Regions from separate parts of the Siniperca chuatsi genome. Here region 1 is linked to region 2. A link is a contact called in public Hi-C data. All regions are on one chromosome and are shown on one strand. Each heading gives the region's core, a stretch centred on a gene start, on an enhancer-like site or on the middle of the called end of the contact. The rest is flanking DNA. Distances are from core to core; before and after follow the strand shown. Region 1 overlaps ranbp10 (ran-binding protein 10). Region 2 holds the start of nutf2 (nuclear transport factor 2).

Region 1 (4,615 bases), core at 1,406-3,905, 34 kb before region 2:
TCAAGAAATAGTTACAGGATGTAACTTATTAGATTAGATTAGATTCAGCTTTATTGTCATTACACATTGTGCAACGAAATGCAGTTTAGGTCTAACCAGAAGTGCAATAAGCAAGTGCAGGATATAAAGTATGTGCATAAATGCAGGATAGAGCAGTATTATGAAAATATTTTACAAGTGGTATTATGGACATTATATACAGATGGCATTACTATAAACAGAACTTATGGTAAAACCATAAATTGTTGTTTTCACATTTTGGATTTTGTACAGAATAAACAAACGAGATACAACATGTTAATTAATGAGTTTTAGAGGTGCTGGTAGGCAGATTTTTGACTTTTTACTTTAGGAGAGCCAAGCTGGCTGTTTCCCCGTTTCCAGTCTTTATGCTAAGCTAAGCTAACCATCTTCTGGCTCTAGCTTCATTTTTATCGTACAAACATGACAGTGGTATCGATCTTCTCATCCAATTCTATTTCCAAAAATTTCAAACTATTCCTTTAACCATCTTGTGACCCCTCAGATTCAACCCACATGTTGGAAGCCACTGACTTTAAGACTCTCTAGTCTTATAGTCAGTGTACAGCAGCTCAGCTGAACATGCAATAATGTGTAACTTGTCTACAGACAAGCATACAATTCAACAAATTTATGAAGAAAAGAGTTTCCAATTATAAATGAATAATGCATTAATATTTACTTGGTTTTAAATTAAACAAAATGACCTATAATTACATTACATAGTTCTTTCTAGGAAACTTCCTAAGAAATTGTTTATTTAAGGAATTTAAAGAAATTACACACCCATAAAATAAAGTGTTACCATACAGTATATTTGAAGTATAAGTTTATACGTTCCTTTATGACTTCACAATAGGAACCATCAAGCACACTAAAACTTTTTGTTTGATTTCTTGGTATGGGAAACTCACAGTGCAAAACAAAAATCGTTTGTTCAGCATTGTTAAAGTAGCCAGCAAAATAATTGGCATGCAGCAGCTTTCTTTAGCAGATATTTATGACAGACAAGTTTTGCGGAAGGCACAGTCTTAGCCAGCTCTGACCACCCTTCTCAGATCTAATTTTATGTCAGTGCTCTTAACCATGTCTTTCTTTTCAGTTGATAAAACCTCAAATAACCACTGAAAAAGAGAAAGAAGCTTTGTGTACAGCGGGTACCGCAGAGCAAGAGGTGCTAGTAACTGCAAGATGAACAAGCAGTATAGCCAACGTGTAGTCTGACCTCAAATAACCTTTATGTATTTATATACCCTTCTTAAAAGAGGCTGTAAAGCAATCTCTACAGGGTTACATGTGTCCAGTAGACTGCCTATCCAATAGAAATATGCAGTACTGACACCAATATTGATCAGATTCCTGTATGTTCCACAAAGCTAACAGACAACCTCAGGAACGACATTTTATAGAAGAGCAGAAACGGTGTTCTGTCTTTCTTTGAAAGTAACGGCTCTCTAAAAGAGAAGATAGATCGCAGTCACTTTGGTCCAGTGAATCTAAACCAGCTGACTAATGTCTAGTAAAACATACAGCTTGGATCTACAAAGATCATATCATTGTGATTTCAGTACAACAAAGAGCTGACAAAAACGCCGGACTGGAGGTCTACAGCATGATTCCTCTACAGGGAGAGAAAACAACTACATTTGCTAACATCAGACACTTGCAGTTATTTGGATGACGAGCTTGTTATGTTAAGTTTTACACTAATCCAGTTTCGCATTAAGTCCTCTTCCTGAACTGACCAAGCTGAAAGGGACCTGAACCTGACAGCGTTCAGCATCAGCTCGCTGCCGCTCTTCAATCACAGCTTGTCTGTCGTTGCCAAAAAGCAAAGCAGGGTTAGTGAAAGTAGGTCGTGGGTGAGCCGAGATATTAGATGCGTACTTGTACATGTGTATGTGTGTGTATCTGTGAGCATGTAATAAAGAATTGTTTTTGACAAATATATTTATGGGCATTTTATTTTTTCAGCACATCAAGACATATACAAATGTATCCCTCCCAGTCGCCCTCGTCCCACCCCCAGTCCCCCTCTGTCAATAATCTTGACACAAAGTTACCAAAAGATAAAGTAAATAATAACAACGAAAATAAAATAACATAGACATTATTTAGTAAACCAAGTAAGTAAATAGCCTAAACAAAAAAAAACAATTACAAAAAAACATAAATAAATCAAAATTAAATAAATGGATAAAAGAGACATATTACATGTCAAATTATTAAGTCTTAACAATGAAATGTAATAAAGTGTTTGTTGTTGTTTGTGTCACGTGCATTAGTATGTTTCTTTTAACTTGAGCACATACTGTCTGTAATGCAGTCTGTTGAGCACACGTGTATTTACTTTACTTTGGGGGGGGGGGGTTGGAGGTATTAGATTAATCTGCTGACAGGGATATTGCATCTAAAGCCAGGCTCACTGCTCCAACATGCTAATGAAATGGGCAGGCCTCCACAGCAGGATCAGACACAGAGGTCAGCAGTAGAGAACATTGTACTATGAAGAGACACACACATATACTGTATATATAAACGCAAATGAATGCGTGAGTTCACCAGACGCACATAGATGCACAGGCAAGTGGGGACAAACACAAACAAGTACACTCAGAGACCCAATCAGTCAGTCCATGACACACACAGATAAATCCAAGTTCAGAACAAGCACACACTGGCACAAACACACTGAGTCAGTCAGAGTTAAGGCAATCAACAGTAATCTATCTACCAGGGCTACAGACCATCTGTAGTGGAAACCTAGCAACTAAAAATATCTTCATAACTAATGTGTGAGCAGGTTTGGAAAACACGTCCATCCACGCAACGCTGTTCCACACTATTCCACCCTTTGTGTGACATTTGACACATGTGAATCAAGAAGAGAGGAGTGTGTGTGTGTGTGTGTGTGTGTGTGTGTGTGTGCGTGCGCGTATGTATCTGGAGTCTGCTGAACTGCCTGCCCTGGTGTCCACAGCATTCCACAAACCTCGGCCACTGGACGGATCTTGATTTGTCAATAAGCAGGTCAAATGGCCCCAGCCAGGGCTGGAAGCCCCAGAACGTGATTGGTCAGAGCAGAGGAGTGGTCTGATTGGTTGGGAGAGGCAAGGGGCTTTATTCAGGCTCTCGGCTGCTAAATGGCTACTACGCTTCCTCCTATGTCATTAGAGATCGCTGAACCGTTCACGGATGTCATTGTATGTGTGTGAGTGTGAGTGTGTTTGTGTTTTGGTGAGTGTATGGTGGGCAGAGGGTTGAGGGCACAAGAAGAAAGATAAGGCCCAACCAAAAAAAAAGAAGAATATTCACAGTGGAAAAATGGAAGACAACGAAGAAAACGGAGATATTCCTCCTCTGTGCTTTGAACTCTTTTTCCAGATCCATTTTCAACTTACATGAATAAATTACGTTACACTCTGCATTGCCATTTTGTTGGCAAATAACAGTGCCCAATAAAGGTTTATGTGTCAGTAGACAAAGGCTTGGATGATTGTTGTCAGACTGTCTTGTGTATTAAATCAAGAATCAAGAATCAAGAATTTGTTTGTTTAGTCTTGTGTTATTTCATACTTGGTGGTTGTGTTTTGTTTTGGGCTAAATTCCGAACTTAAAGGGTGACTCCACTGATTTTACACATCAAAGTCAGTCTACTCATAATGAGCACTACTCAGCCTGTGAAAGTAGTCGTATAATGTCATCTGTGGCTCTCGAGGGGCTTAACAACATAAAATAACCCTGATGATGTCATCTGGGTTATCTCAGTTTGGGTGTGGAGACTACAAATTTAGTTATGGAGTTTGAAAGATGTGGGAGTTTACCACACAGGGAGGGTCCAATGAAAGATCCTATTGTGTTGCATTATGGGAAGTGTAGTATGATGGAACCTGTGTTTTTGGGGCTTAAAGCTACACTGTAGAGTTCCTGACCACTAGTGGTGCTATGGAGCAATGTTTTTACATGTGAGTCTCTGTTTTGTTTATATCATGCATGCACGTGAGCATATGGGCGTCCCAGTACACATTTCTGTCGCCAGTTAAACACTCTTCCGCTGATGGACAGTTGGCTATAAGCTGCCAACAAACTTAGTAATGCACAGGGAAAGGCAGGGAAGAAGAAGATGGCTAGCTAGCAAACATGAGTGTAAACAATGCATGGTTTAAAATATTACAAAAACTGGCTTTGCAGATATTTTAGAAAGAAGAAAATGAATTCAACACGTTTGTCAGACCACACGGATACACACAATGCATTTTGGTGAGCAACACTGAATGTAAACATGACTTTTGTTTGTTTACAAGAAAATTCCACAGGGCACCTTTAACCACCTTTTGACCATTCGTCATAAAGTTCCCCAACTTTATGAAAGTGATATACTAACTTGCTGGAGTATGTTTTTAAAACCAACAATATCTTTTACTTCGTTTTGGGCTTACTGCTGACATTCATTCATTCAGCTGTCAATAATCCAGTAGGTTTTATGGTTTTCATAAGAGATCACATGTGGAATTACTTGAACACACCCTGTATATAATTCAAACTAAACCGAGTACAAGTTTACACTAACAGTTTATTTTTGACATAGAATGTA
Region 2 (4,151 bases), core at 1,317-3,816:
CAACCTATGCAAACTACAAGCCTGAATTAAAATGAAATATTTACTCAAGATGTTACGGTGAGCAGAAACAGGTTTATTGCTAAGTAGGTTTTCACATACAAGGAATTGGCGTTGTGGTGCAAAAGTAGGAGTAAATATCTGAAATTCAAGTGGAAATATAACCATTCAGTCCTTTAATTTCTGAGATTGAGCAGCATTTTGTGGAATCATAGGTTATGTCATGTATTAATTCTTAACATGCATTGAAATATTTTTACATAAGATAAAACTGTGCAAAAATACTCCCTTACGAGTGAAAATCCTGCATTCAAATCTTTGTGTTTTGTATTATCAGCAAAATGTACTTAAGTATGAAAAGTAAAACTACTAATTATACCAAATAACTGGTATATTGTTATATTTTTAATGTTCTTATCTTAAATTATTAACATTGATGCATTAACATATAAGCAGAATTGTCTGTTTCCCCATTTTTCACTTTTCAATAGGGACTATTTTTTGGGTAGAAAATAGTCCCATTGTAAAGTGCTGATAGTGAGCTTTGTGGATTATCCAGAAAAACAGGGACACTGTTTCTTGAAGGAGATGTTGATGAAATGTTTTATTATTATGATTTTTCAATGCTGTGAACACCACAAAAAGACTTCTCAGACAGAGATACCTCTAAACCTGGGCAAGTAAAACCAAAACTATCTGGATTGCTGGATACCACAAAGTTACCTTTACGGTTGTAGCTAATTTAACTACTTGATATACTGTTGGGCAATTGAACCTACACCAATGCATCATAGTTTATAAACTAGTTATATATTTTGTATGAAAAAGTCTTTATCGGAAAAAGAAAAAAACAACAACAAAAAGGAACAGGCCCAGTGTCAGGGAGGTGTGTGTGTGCATATTTAAGTAAAAGTACCAGTACAACAATATAAAAAATACTCCATTACAATTAAAATCAATGCATTCAAAATCCTACTAAACTAAAAGTACAAAAGTATTTTTAAAACAATGTACTTAAAGTATCAAAAGTAAAAGTACTTTTTCTGCAGTAAAACATCCCGTGACTGATCTTTTATTATATATGACATCATTACATTGTTAATACTGATGAATCAGTGTGTAAGCAGCATTTTACTGTTGTAGCTGGTTGAGGTGGAGCTATAGTTTTAGATACAGTGAGGGCGTTTTTGTTTCCAGCCTTGGGGTCGGGCCCTTCCAAAGGGTCACCTGAGGGGTCGTGAAATGATTAATAGGAAAGAAGAAAAAACAAAGTTCTGCTACGTAAATCTCAATTCATTTCTTGGACTTTCTCAAATCTTTGCTTTTTTATGAAATATTGGATGATTTGACTTCTTCGGGCTTCAAACAGTTAAATGAAACCATCTGAGAAGTTTAGAGGGGGAATGTCTCTTTGGTGGAACTGCTAACAACTCATAGACAATGAGTTGATTGAGTGGATTCTTTGTTAAGGGTCAGAAGCCAAATGGTTGGGAACAACTGATTCAGTCTTAATAGGGTTTTGTATTTTCTACGTTATGTTTATCATGTGTTTTTTATGTAAAAAGTATAATATTTCTCTCTGACATGTGGTGGAGTAGAAGTAAAGTATAAAGTAACATGTACTCCATTAAGTGCCTCAGAACTTTACTTATTTTACAGTTGTTGAGTAAACATACTTATTTAATTTCCACCACTGATTTGGTCCCCATGTTGAGACTACAACAGATTCCAAATATCACACGTAGAATCAACTCTAGACCTTTTGTGCACGACGTAACAATGTATGAAAACACAGCTTGCTGACCAAGAAACATTTAAGCTGTCATTCATCCAATTAACTTTGTTCCCCTAAAATTGGGAGACTTAAGGGCCACAGGTCTGACACAGTCCCTCTGATGTGGACAAACACCTTCCAATTAAAAGTGAAGGTCAGTAATTTAGCCTCATAGTCATGTTCTTTCAAATGCAATGTACTAAGTGCACAGCTAACAGCAAAAAATGTGTCACTTTCACAAGCCTACTCATGGACCACACAGTACTCTCTTTGGTACCTAGCCCTCTAATACATAGTTATTCATTTTTTTTGTAGTTGATGTAATGCGATGCTTTAAATGTAAGTCATGTGAGGGCTCTTTACAACAATAATTAGTAACCTACAACTAACTAATAGGATCGGATGATACAGCTGAAATTATCACAACATAATAACAAAGCTGGATTACCAACTCTGCAAAGTGGCCAACTGCCATGACACTCAGGGGCCCCGAACACTTAAAAGGGTTCACTGTGTGTGGCAATTACTTTGTGGTAATTGGATTAATTGCAAATTTGTTTGATAATATGCACCAAACGGAATGGTAAGCGCTGTAAGGTTGCTCCTGCATTTTTGCCTAATCTTACAGCCCTGTCTTGTTTTAATACTCCATATTCTTAATTATATGTTTATCAATTTAGAACCACATTTAGTTGGGGAATTCTGGGTGGCTAGGGGCAAACAGCAAATTTTTGCTCCGGGCTGCTATCCAGCCCTGATTTATGACTATTTTCCCATTATTTATATCACAATATGGCAAAATTACATAAAGACTACAATCCCCACAACCCACCGGGCCGGTTACGCCTTCGAGTGCGTGCCTTCGTAGCGGAGCAGACACTGCACTGTGCGAACGCGCACCCGGCCTCGGCGTTGGTTAAAGGTAAGTTTTTATTACTTATTTGTAGGAAACCGTCTTATGGAATAGTGAATGGAAACATGCGCGAAAACAGAAAGCACTGCTTTAGTCTGACATTTGAATAAGTCTAAGGTAATATAAGTAGTTCAATTGGCTGCTTCTGCCCGGTTTAGGGCTAACGTTGGGCACGCCTATGTAGGGTAGCTGCTCCGGGGTTCCAGACCTGTGTGCGCGGGCCCGGAGGAGGCATCAACACTTGGAGGAGACGGGGTATTTTTAGCAACCGGTGAAAAGACCAACGCCAGCCAGCCAGTTAGCTAACGCCTGGAAATATAATTCATCTGACGTCTAACATTAGCTGGCGGGGAGGCATGCTAGGTATATGAACTGTCTTTGCCAACCACACATGCTGAATCAACGTTAGCAAACAAGACAGCTCACAAGCTAGTAGCAGCTAGTTAGCTTACGTTAACTAGCCATACATGAGCTTTTACATTTATTAACATTACCAAATTAGCTTATTTTGCTCTCCCTCTATCCTTATTACTAACTATTTACGCGGGCCTATAACTATTTCACTTTTGTCCCTTCGCTATCTAACGTTATGGTAGGTCGTTTCGACTCCACCGCTAATTTTCAGAGCTCTCCGATTGTTCCAGTAACAACAGTGTATCGCTATGTGGAAGCACATGACTTGTGCTGTCAGTGTCACCCAAGTGAGACCAACACGGCGTGTAAAGCAAAACTCGTCTGGGCCATTTTATTTAAAGTAGTTTTAATGTTTTTTTTTCTCGCTGTGTTGGTATTCATACACTTTCAGTGCCCTGTAAGTCTGACCATGTTTTGTTGTTGTCTTTTGTTTAGTTTTGTAAATTGTCAGCATTAAGGGCGTGAATTTTACCTAAAGTAAGTGAACTAGCATAAATGAATAGATTTTTGTTTCAGGCGGAGATAAATCTATGTGATCCGGGTAGTGTATATTTTGGCATCTTCTATGCTTTTTCTTAAAGGTATGTACATCATGAGGGTATACACTGGATTTAGATATTGCATTCATCTCAGTATTGCTACATGTAAATACATACACTCAGTTGCCATGAATGATTATTTTTTGTTGAAACTGTTTTAGAGAGGTGTTTCTAATATTAAGTGAACCCTGACTGATATAAATGGGGTGGACAAAATATTAGACACACCTGACAGGTCTCCCATAGGTGTTCAGTTGGGTTGAGATCTGGTGACTGAAGGCCACAGCATATGATTCACATATTTTTCCTACTCACAGCCAACCAACCTAGTGGCGTCTTTCTGACCGGTTTCCCTTCTGTCTCTCCATCTTCCCAGTGTGTGTTGCAGGGTGAGTCAGGATGGTGGACCAGCCTCTGTGGGAGCAGATAGGATCCAGCTTCGTGCAGCACTACTACCAGATGTTTGACTCTGACAGAGCACAACTCGGATCCATATATGTGAGTGTGACAGAAC

Evidence for each region. A called contact is a pair of places that touch in the nucleus more often than the background predicts.
Region 1: a contact with region 2 is called in a Hi-C map of skeletal muscle, with 3 times the contacts expected there. The contact joins the enhancer-like site here to the promoter of nutf2 in region 2. A contact is called at or near these places in 2 of 3 Hi-C or Micro-C datasets (liver and skeletal muscle).

What each region holds. Positions count from the first base shown.
Region 1 is chrLG4:23,668,246-23,672,860 of ASM2008510v1, reverse strand. All of the region lies in intron 3 of ranbp10 (ran-binding protein 10), which reads right to left. Among protein-coding and RNA genes, the nearest start is that of ranbp10, 22 kb to the right of the region's middle. Within about 2 kb of position 2,655, the one cell type or tissue checked has an H3K27ac peak away from gene starts, as active enhancers do. A contact at or near this core is called in liver, where this site is marked.
Region 2 is chrLG4:23,634,464-23,638,614 of ASM2008510v1, reverse strand. nutf2 (nuclear transport factor 2) reads left to right here and starts at 2,566. Exons shown (of 5, transcript XM_044192887.1): 1 at 2,566-2,693; 2 at 4,014-4,135. The coding sequence starts at 4,037.